Linked DNA regions of Danio rerio: region 2 is linked to region 1. A link is a contact called in public HiChIP or PLAC-seq data. All regions are on one chromosome and are shown on one strand. Each heading gives the region's core, a stretch centred on a gene start, on an enhancer-like site or on the middle of the called end of the contact. The rest is flanking DNA. Distances are from core to core; before and after follow the strand shown.

What was found. HiChIP or PLAC-seq counts read pairs in DNA pulled down with a chosen protein or histone mark.
Region 2: an H3K4me3 HiChIP or PLAC-seq map of gastrula embryo shows a contact between it and region 1, with 5 times the contacts expected there. The contact joins the promoter of colgalt2b here to the promoter of zgc:77486 in region 1. A contact is called at or near these places in 2 of 4 datasets of contacts at active chromatin or transcription factors (embryo and gastrula embryo).

Annotation. Positions count from the first base shown.
Region 1 is chr8:21,133,309-21,137,916 of GRCz12tu, reverse strand. zgc:77486 reads left to right here and starts at 2,445. Exons shown (of 5, transcript NM_212872.1): 1 at 2,445-2,479.
Region 2 is chr8:21,262,482-21,267,114 of GRCz12tu, reverse strand. It overlaps colgalt2b (collagen beta(1-O)galactosyltransferase 2b), which reads left to right and starts at 2,835. Exons shown (of 12, transcript NM_001130076.1): 1 at 2,835-3,141. The coding sequence starts at 2,912.

The DNA of each region.
Region 1 (4,608 bases), core at 1,196-3,695:
CTGTCTGTGGATTTGAAAACTGCAATAAAAACTAAATGGAAAAAACAACTAAAAAAGAAAAATGAATCACTATCAAGTAAAAATAAACACACAACCTAAAGCTTGGAACAAATAAACAACTGGAACAAATGAATGCAAATATCTGTTGGACCTTGCTCGTCTGAAATAAGTATTACTTCTACCTGATGGTAGGAGGCAAATCTTTGAATAAAGTGTACGGTTCTCATCTGCTAAAATTGATATTACCCTCTTTATGACTCTCACCTCATACACCTGTCCAATGCTGTTAAGATTTGTGCCCAAAATCTTTTGAGATAGATGAACAATTTTTGAAAGTCTGTTTTTACTTGTCACCCTTAAATGACCGTTCCAGGATTTTACTGCAAAAGTTAAGAGACTCAATAAAAGAAGAATAAAATGTCCTTAGAAGAGACCTCTCCATATTAAATCCTTTCAACCTCCTTAAGTAAAACAATTGTTGATTCACCTTTTTACAGATAAAGTTTGTGCTGGCCTCAAAGTTTAGTTGATCATCCAGGATAGTGCCTAGGCAGGGGCGTATCAATCGTGGGGATGAGGTGGGATATGTTCCCCTTACTTTTAGAAACAAACCATTTGGAAAAAGGTGATTAATAATAATAAGAACGTAAACTTTTTGATCCTATTTAGCTGCCCCCCCCCCTTTTTTTTTTAAATGTCCCCTGTGTATTTATGAGCATTCACTATCTCAACAACTGTACCATTTATAGTAGAAGTAGCGTATAGCATTAATAATAAAGTTACACCGAAAATCAATAAGCATCTCTTTAGTTTTAGGTTATTATATTTTAATAAATATTAATTAATTATATAAATATTAAGTTGTAAATATGATACCTCAGGGTTCTGTCCTAGGCCCTCTTCTTTTTAATTTAAATACGCTCCCTCTCAGCAAGATTATTGGTAGTTTTAAAGTTATATCTTATCATTGCTATGCAGATGATGTACAATTATATTTTCTTTTAGCCCTGACAGACTAGACAAACTGTTTCTCTTGCAGGATTGTTTAGTCTCCATTAACTATTGGATGGCAGACAATTTTCTGCAATGTTGATTTTTACTCCAGATAGCATCACCCCAATGCTCAAGCAAGTTTTTGGGGTTTGTCATCTTCAAATTGCAGTGACATTAGAAATCTGGTTGTCATCTTTGATAGAGCTCTGTGTTTAAATAGCCATGTTAAGTCTGTTGTTTGTAGATGCTTTTTACTTCCGAGGAACATCGCAAAAATCTGAGATATTGTTATAAAGGAAAAGTGGAGATGCTTGCATGCCTTAATCTCTTCACGGTTTGGATTATTGTAATGTTGTTCACTTGTCTGAACAAATCTTCCATGGATTGATTGAACGTTGAGCAGAATGCAGCGGCGAGGCTTTTAACCAATACCAGTAGCAGGTCGCACATTACTCCTGTGCTTAAAGCACTTCAGTGGCTTCCTATTGGTTTTAGAGTAAATTTTAGGATTCTGGTCATTACATATAGAGCTCTGCATGGTCAAGCACCCCTATATATTCAAGATCTTTTACGTAGTCACTCATGTAGCCGATCTCTGAGGTCTTCTGGCAAAGACCTTTTAGCAATTCCCAGAACTCAAGACTAAAGGTGACCGTGCCTTCTGTGTGGTGGCCCCAATGCTCTGGAACTCTCTCCCTTTAGCACTGAGAAATCTGGGATCAGCTGAACTTTTTAAAAAGCGTTTAAAGACACATTTTTGGTCAAGCTTTAAATTAAAAGTATTAGTGTTACTTGGATTTTTAACTTGTTTTAATATGTTTGAACATGTTTTCTTTAATTGATTAGTGTTCTTTTATCTGTTTTCTCTTATTGTAAAGCACTTTGTGACTCAATGTTTGGGAACAGTGCTATATAAATAAACCTTTACTTACTTGATAATTCAGGCAAATTAGAATGTATTTAATTTGAATACCAAACAAGATTTCTTTTAATAATGTGAAAAATAAACAGAAATGTTTAAATGCTGTATCTAAAATCAGCATATTAACGCAATTATATCAAGAAAGGAGTTGAAGTAGGCTAGCAGCCTTTGCACAGAAAGTGAAAATGATACATACAAAATCATAATTACACGTGACGATTTTGCCTTTCTATCTGCAACTTTTACACCCAAACAACTCTGAAAACAAGAAAGCTGTGTCATTTAAGCTAATGTTGTTTAATACACACATTTTGAAGCTAATCAACAGCATGTTATAGACATCCTTGGCAGCATTGTTTGGCGTAGACTCGAGTGGATTGATGGGAAGTGTGATGATGATGATGTGGTTTCGATGAAAATGAATTGTTGCGCTACGGTGACGTCACGCCCGTTGTTTCGGATGACGTTGAGAGAAGCAGGCCGCACGCGCATAGCAGGAACCTACTCTGTCAGATTTCTGTGGATCAAGGTCGTCGATTTCTCTTCAATCACACGGAAATACGGGTAAATATTCGAGATTGTTGGGGTTTTAATGTACCGCAAGTGTTCGTGGGACGCTCTCGAGGTCCCAGCTGTCCGTTTTGCGTGCGTGCCATCACGTCTGCTAGTCGTTAGCACAGCTAGCGCGTTAGCCTGGCTAAATGAATATCACAAACAAGAACGACTTTCATCTAGTCAGCGGTTTTAACACGGTCATCCACACACAATATTAGCTACTTTTGAAGGGAAATATTCGCCTCGGGTGTCGCTTTGGCGTTGACATCATTGTTTGTCGCGATAGTCGGGTAAAAGACAAATGTTTTCTAATTGCGGAGCCGCTCTCAGCTGATTTTCCACGGACTTGCTCCAGAATAACCAGAATAATTTGTATGGTATTCTGTCGTTTGCATTGTTGCGGTCAACTTCTATATTTTCACATTTAACACTTACTTGCTTCTTTATTCGAATTGAAGCGCAACTGTTGCCAGACTGTTAATCGTTATTTGATCAGCAGGCTGTTTAGGTTACTGTAACCTGGACCATTCGTTTGTTTGTTTGAGAAACAAAAAGCGAACAAAGAAACTTTTGTTTTATGCAGCATGTTGACAGCCTCTAGCAGGGTCGACAACAAATAAGTCGAGTTTAAAGTAGTTTTTTTACTATAACTGGAGTCCAACAATCGACTGTTTTCATTGTTAAACATTGTTCATGTTTTTCTCCTATCTGGTGCATCTTTTGTTTGATACATTTGAAATGGGTACATACTAACTAGAGCAGGGAGGATATGAAAGTTGATACATTTAGTGTAATTTGTTTCATCATATTGCCTTTATGCAGTTTAACACTAAATGTGTGTGTACGGAATTGGTTTGTTACAGTGTATTGTACAGTTTGCTTGTTGCAGTTTGCATTTACTTACTTAAGTGATAACAGTAAATTAGAAACCATTGCAAATAACTAAGTTTAATTGTAGACCGACATGCTTGTGGTTTATTCATTCATCATTACTTATTTGTCCCAGTAACAAGGACACTAAAATAAAATGTGAATTTTTAACAATAAAAATAGAACAATAGATTGAAGATAATAATATTATTTGCTCACCCTTATCCCATTCAAAATTTTATGGTATTGTTTCTCCCTATGCAATACAAGAATACTATTTTTTTTCTCACAAATCCTCCAATCCATAATGACCATGAAAGCTCAAAACTATTATTTGGCTTCAGAAAAATTGCAATATTCCATGCAAGTTGTATAAGATTTCCGGGATGCACCAAATGAAAATTCTTGAACGAAACCAAAAATTTAAGATGTGTTTGTAATTTTTTTGAACAATGCCTAATGCAATACTTAAAAATTAATTTCTCGCAGTTTGCAAACACATACTTTAGTGATAACAATAATTTAGAAACAATTGCAAATGACTAAGTCTAATTGTACACTGAAATGCTTGTGGGTAATCAACATTTATCATTTCTTTTTTGTCCAATTATCCTGCAACAGGGAGGCCTTTGACCTCTTTGTCAAGGCCCAAAAAGACACCATAAAAGTCAAACATATCACTCTTGTGCATAAAGCTATTATTTAGCTTTAGCAAGTTGGTAATATTCCACACTAGTTTTTAGGGATGCAACAAAATAAAAATTCTTAAACGAAACCAAAAATTCAAGATATGTTTGCAATATTAAACAGTGTACATATGCAAGACTTTTAAATTTAAATTTAATTTAAATTTTTTAAAGTTTTTTTGATATTTACCTAAACACAGAAGTGAAATCTAAAGGTTTTTAAATACAAATATTAAGGTTTTAATTAGTTAACCAATCTATTAATACACCAAATTTAATTAAACTTTTATTTAGATTAATAAAATGGCCCAATTTCCCAGTAATGGGTTGCAGCTGGAAAGGGATCCTCTGCCTAAAACATATGTTGGATAAATTGGTGTTTCATTCCGCTGTGGCGATATTAATAAAGAGACCAAGCTGAAATGAAAGTGAATGAATGCATGAATGAATATAGGCACAAAAGTAAGACTGAATTTAAATTAAATTTAAATTACACTTAAGGAACACTTTGTTGTTAACATTTTTATTCAATGCTGTAATTATTTATTTTCAGATATTTACTAAACAACAAGGTAAGCATTG
Region 2 (4,633 bases), core at 1,586-4,085, 130 kb before region 1:
TCGTATATCTACTCAGAAGACAACAGCATGCGCGGAATTATGGGCAACTGCCATTCTTTCCATGATGAGGTAAAACCCAATAAATCTCCTCATGTGAACACAGTTTCATTAGAGAACAACATGTTCTGCAGGCTTGGCTATGTTCTTCTCTCTCACATAGAGTGCTGGTGTGACTAGAGGAGAGCGGTGGAGGGAACAGAGCTTCATGGTGGTTGGTGTGTTTTGAAGTGGATCTGAATGATGTAAATGGGATCATTTTGAAAGGTTTAATGTGTGAGCATGTATGAGAGCTCCATCTGGTGTGTGTAGGAGAAGTGGAGGAAAGATCTGGTTTGAGAGAGTTGAGATCAGCCCTGTGAGAGCTTTGGCCTGGTTGTCATTCATCATTGCCAACATGAGCTCACAGCAATTACATCTAACTCAATCCAGCAGGCCTGTTTTGCCCTCCTTTTTTCCGTTGTTCTGCACATATATCTCGTTCCCCACTCCTCTTGTCTATTGTTGCTTCCTGCATGACTGGCAATGCTGTTAGCATGATAGTAATTTATATAAACACTATTTAGAATTCAGGACGTTTCCAACAGAATGTCAATGAATAAACCTCTTCAATCACTAGATTTTATGATCCCATGTACTATGAGCTGTCATCTTTCTCTATAGACAGAATGAAAGGTCACCTACCTTGAATTGTGAAGTAACACTAGGCTACTGGTAAATGCATTACTTCAGGAACTCGACAGTGCCAAACTTCTCACGTTTTTGGCAGAGTTAAATATTACAGTCAGAACAACTCATCTGATGTAGAATTTGTACCAGACATAGAAGTTGCAGACGGAAACCGAGTTTGCAGAAGCCAGAGAAAAACTGCTTTGAGGGAGAAGCTGCAGTTTAAAGGTCTGTTCTGTGTCTAAAACACATGCATTGACCAAATGTGAAAAAATCTTGAAGCAAAAACTAAAGGGTTTTGGTTGCACGTGTTGTGTTCTTCAAAGTGGAAAAATAGGAAAATCAAAGTGAAAATTGACTGTTTGTTGCTAAACCTTGGGAAATTGCTAACAGGTACTTGTAACTATGTTCTAAAATCTAGATTAATGTGGATCAGATAAAGCAGGCTGAACCGATTCCAGCAGACAAACCCTAAATAAGTCGTTTGCAAACGTTGATAGAACAAAAATGAAACCTGTCTTACACACCCTTTACCTCGTTTCCGTTTTTAAACAGCAGGGGTCACCAAACAATCAAAAATACGCGTGTTATAACATCCGCACAGTACAAAACCCAAATGTTCCTCGAGGAAAGCGAGTACCGCAGTAGTACAACTAAATTACTTAACCGTCCGATATAATCGTATTTTGCACCCAAATACGCTATGCATTTGTATTTACAACTTACTGCTTTGTATTGGCCACCAAAAGTAGATTGATTTACAACGTCAGAAAAATTCTGAGTTTAAATGAGATCCCAGAGCAGCAGGTGTCAGCTGCAGACAGTGAATTTGCTGCTGATGTCACGACTGAAGTTTGGGATACACGATGAGACGCGAATGGAAAGAGATCGAGCACCCGACGGAGAAATCAAATCAGCAATGAGGAAAGAAAGAAGGGAAACGAAAGCCAATCAAGAACTCTGAACAGGCCCAGGTCCAGATGCACATAAATGAGGGTGCTAGCTACTGAACTAGTACTCTAATAGCCTAATGTGAAGGCAATAACTCACCATTACAAGAATAGTAGCCTATAGACATAGACTTAGATTTACTAATTGTTATTAATTTAATAAGTAAATGCAAAAGTATTTACAACATATTTTGAAAACAAAATCTTCAATGTAGCCTATCAAATGTGTGTCCATTAATCTGTTTTTATTTCTTCAAGCACAAATATTGATTTCCCTGCCAACTTATTGTCTTCATTTTAGTCATTGCAATTTATACCTCTTAATACAAAACTAAATGCCAAGTTCTCGTTCACTGCAGTTGAGTTCGTCTCACAACTGTCTACACTGCACAATGAATCCCTTGGTTTTAATGAGATGTTTTGTGACTATGCAGAATGTCTGAATATTATGAGTGCAATCTGACACCTCTTACTGAACACTGAATTCTGAATCAACAGATACAGAGTGTCTGTCATTGGCTACACTGCGGAACACAAAAACATGTAAATGAAAACCTTTGAGGCAGCGCAAATGAATTATGGCTAACTTTATTTATTTATGTATTTATTTTTAAATTTTTACAGTAGGAAAAGTTTGTGTAGTTTTGTAACTTCAGGTTTTAGAGGCCCAGAGAGCAGGAGTCTAATCTAAAAACAAATCTAAACAAACCAATGATGACCTGCAACAATCTGAAATAGCCTAATTTGAGTAAAAAGACCAAACTTAAGTCTGTGCTCCAAAGCATTTGACAATATCACTTTAAGATGAAATTTAAATTTTCAGGTCTTTGCCCAAAAGTTGAATTGGTAAAGAAAAACTTAAACGTAGTAGGCCTCCACGAGAACCTGATCAGGTGGATTGGCACGTCATATCATTTGCGCGCACGTGTACAGGGCCTGTAAGCTGCAAGCAGCACTTACTAAGATTGATGTCCGGCCCTTAAGTCTGCTAAATAACAGTATATTGTCTTACAAAGCATAATTATGAACATGATATTGGCTTTTAACTAGTTTATTTATTGAGCGGTTTTCCACTAGGTCTATGCGCATCCAATATGTCATCATTCCTTACTGATCTCTCAAAGAGTGAAGGGTGTAAACATTTGGAGGAGGCACCAGACTTTCGTCAAAGGTAACCCCTCTAAACCTCTCCACCTCTCTCTACCCCTCTAACCCACCCTCTCTGTTTTTCAGCCTCCCATTCACTCGGACACCCCGCTCAGGTTGTGGCAGGCAGCGGTGTCCATCAGGCAGAGATGCCGGCTGAGGGATTCGTTTTTGCGGCTGTGATTTGCGCTGTCATGGCGCAAAACTGCAGCGGGGAGCTTATGGCTCACGTGCAGGACCCGAACCCCGTGCCAGAATCCTCCTTGCTCAAGCCCAAAGTCATGATCGCGATTCTTGCTCGAAACTCTGCGCACAGCCTGCCCTACTACCTGGACTGCATCGACCGCCTGGACTACCCGAAGGACCGGATTGCGATATGGTGAATAACTCCTGTCTGAACTTTTGTTTTCATGGGGGGTTGCTTTTAAAGACGAAAGTTTGTGTGATCAGATGGTTTGCTTTTGCAGCTAGTGTGGTGGCTGAAAACCGAGAAGGTCCTGTGCATAGTGGAGTTATTGTGAAGCGTGCGCAGGTAAACTTCGGTTAATGAAAACCTTCAGGCAGATAGAGGAACAGAGACGCCGCTGTCTGCGTGAAACAGACCTGTTAAAGAGCTTTTACTACACTCTGTCCACGCGTGTGTGCAGGGATTTAATTACATGTTAAATGGAGATGAAAGACATTTGCTGGCTAAGCAACATGTCCTGTCGGGTCTTATAATTAGAGCGCCAACTGTTTAATGACGTTTTCCTGTCAGCTAATGTTCGCGGCGACAGCACAACATTAATTGAGGTTTGTCTCGCGTAACCGCTCGTCCTGTCAACTATTTGACCATTATTTAGATGTAGGTTATTTGTAATTTATCAGTGTAATATTAGTAAAGTGAAAGTTCAAGGCTTTGAACTGTCCGCAACAAATTTCTAGATGAACCACTGTGTTGCTGGTGACTTTCACTCAGGAGAGAATTCGGTTTGCGCTTTTAAGTTGTAAACATTTGTTGTTACTGGTGAAACGCATATATACGAGTATGTAGAAATACTTACAATGTTGTTAACTAGTTAGACTATAGGAATAGATTATATTAGTCACTGCTATAATCTAGTTAGGACGGTGTGCTAAATTGTGGATCCAGTTGAACAGTATATGCATTCATAATATTTCAATCCATAATAATTACAAGTGGGAGGAGAAGAAGGTTTAAACTCTGGCATATTATCTCTCCATTTCCATATGCCACAGGTGAGCATCCACTGTAACTGTTCTAACTTCCCTTCCCTTCAACCTTTCTCGTGGTAAACAGGTGATTTAGTTTTTCTGTTCAGATCCATTTTATAGAGGCTCACATGCACACAAAGCTTTCAATTTCAGCTCCCTCCCTTCCCTAATGTCGCTCTGCTCCAACATCTAAGCAAAACCAATTGGAAAGCATTCAGTTCCACGTGTTTAGGTTTACAGTACACTCTATTTCATGTTTTACCGCTTCTTTTTTTCTCTTTATTTGTTCTGGCAGGTTTTAGCTGGAAAAGCACAGTTCTGATTTTTGAATCCATGTACTATCATTTGTACTATAAGCTATCGTTTACTATCGCTGCTGCTTTAAAATCCTCAATGACAAATTGTTCATCCAGTTGTTGAACTTAACGTTTCAATGTGTATCTGAGCTGTAATGATTATCGACAAAAAATTAGCTTTGGATTGTTTAAAACATTAATGTGCACATACAATTCGATGGAAATCAAATTTTCCATGTCATGCCAACTTTAAACTAGCTATCTGTGGTCATTTGTGTCTGTCAGGAAGACCTTCAGGAGTTTACTGAACAAACGGAGCAGTAAAATGACAGGCTGAAAGTCCCACTGTTTTGCGAAAGA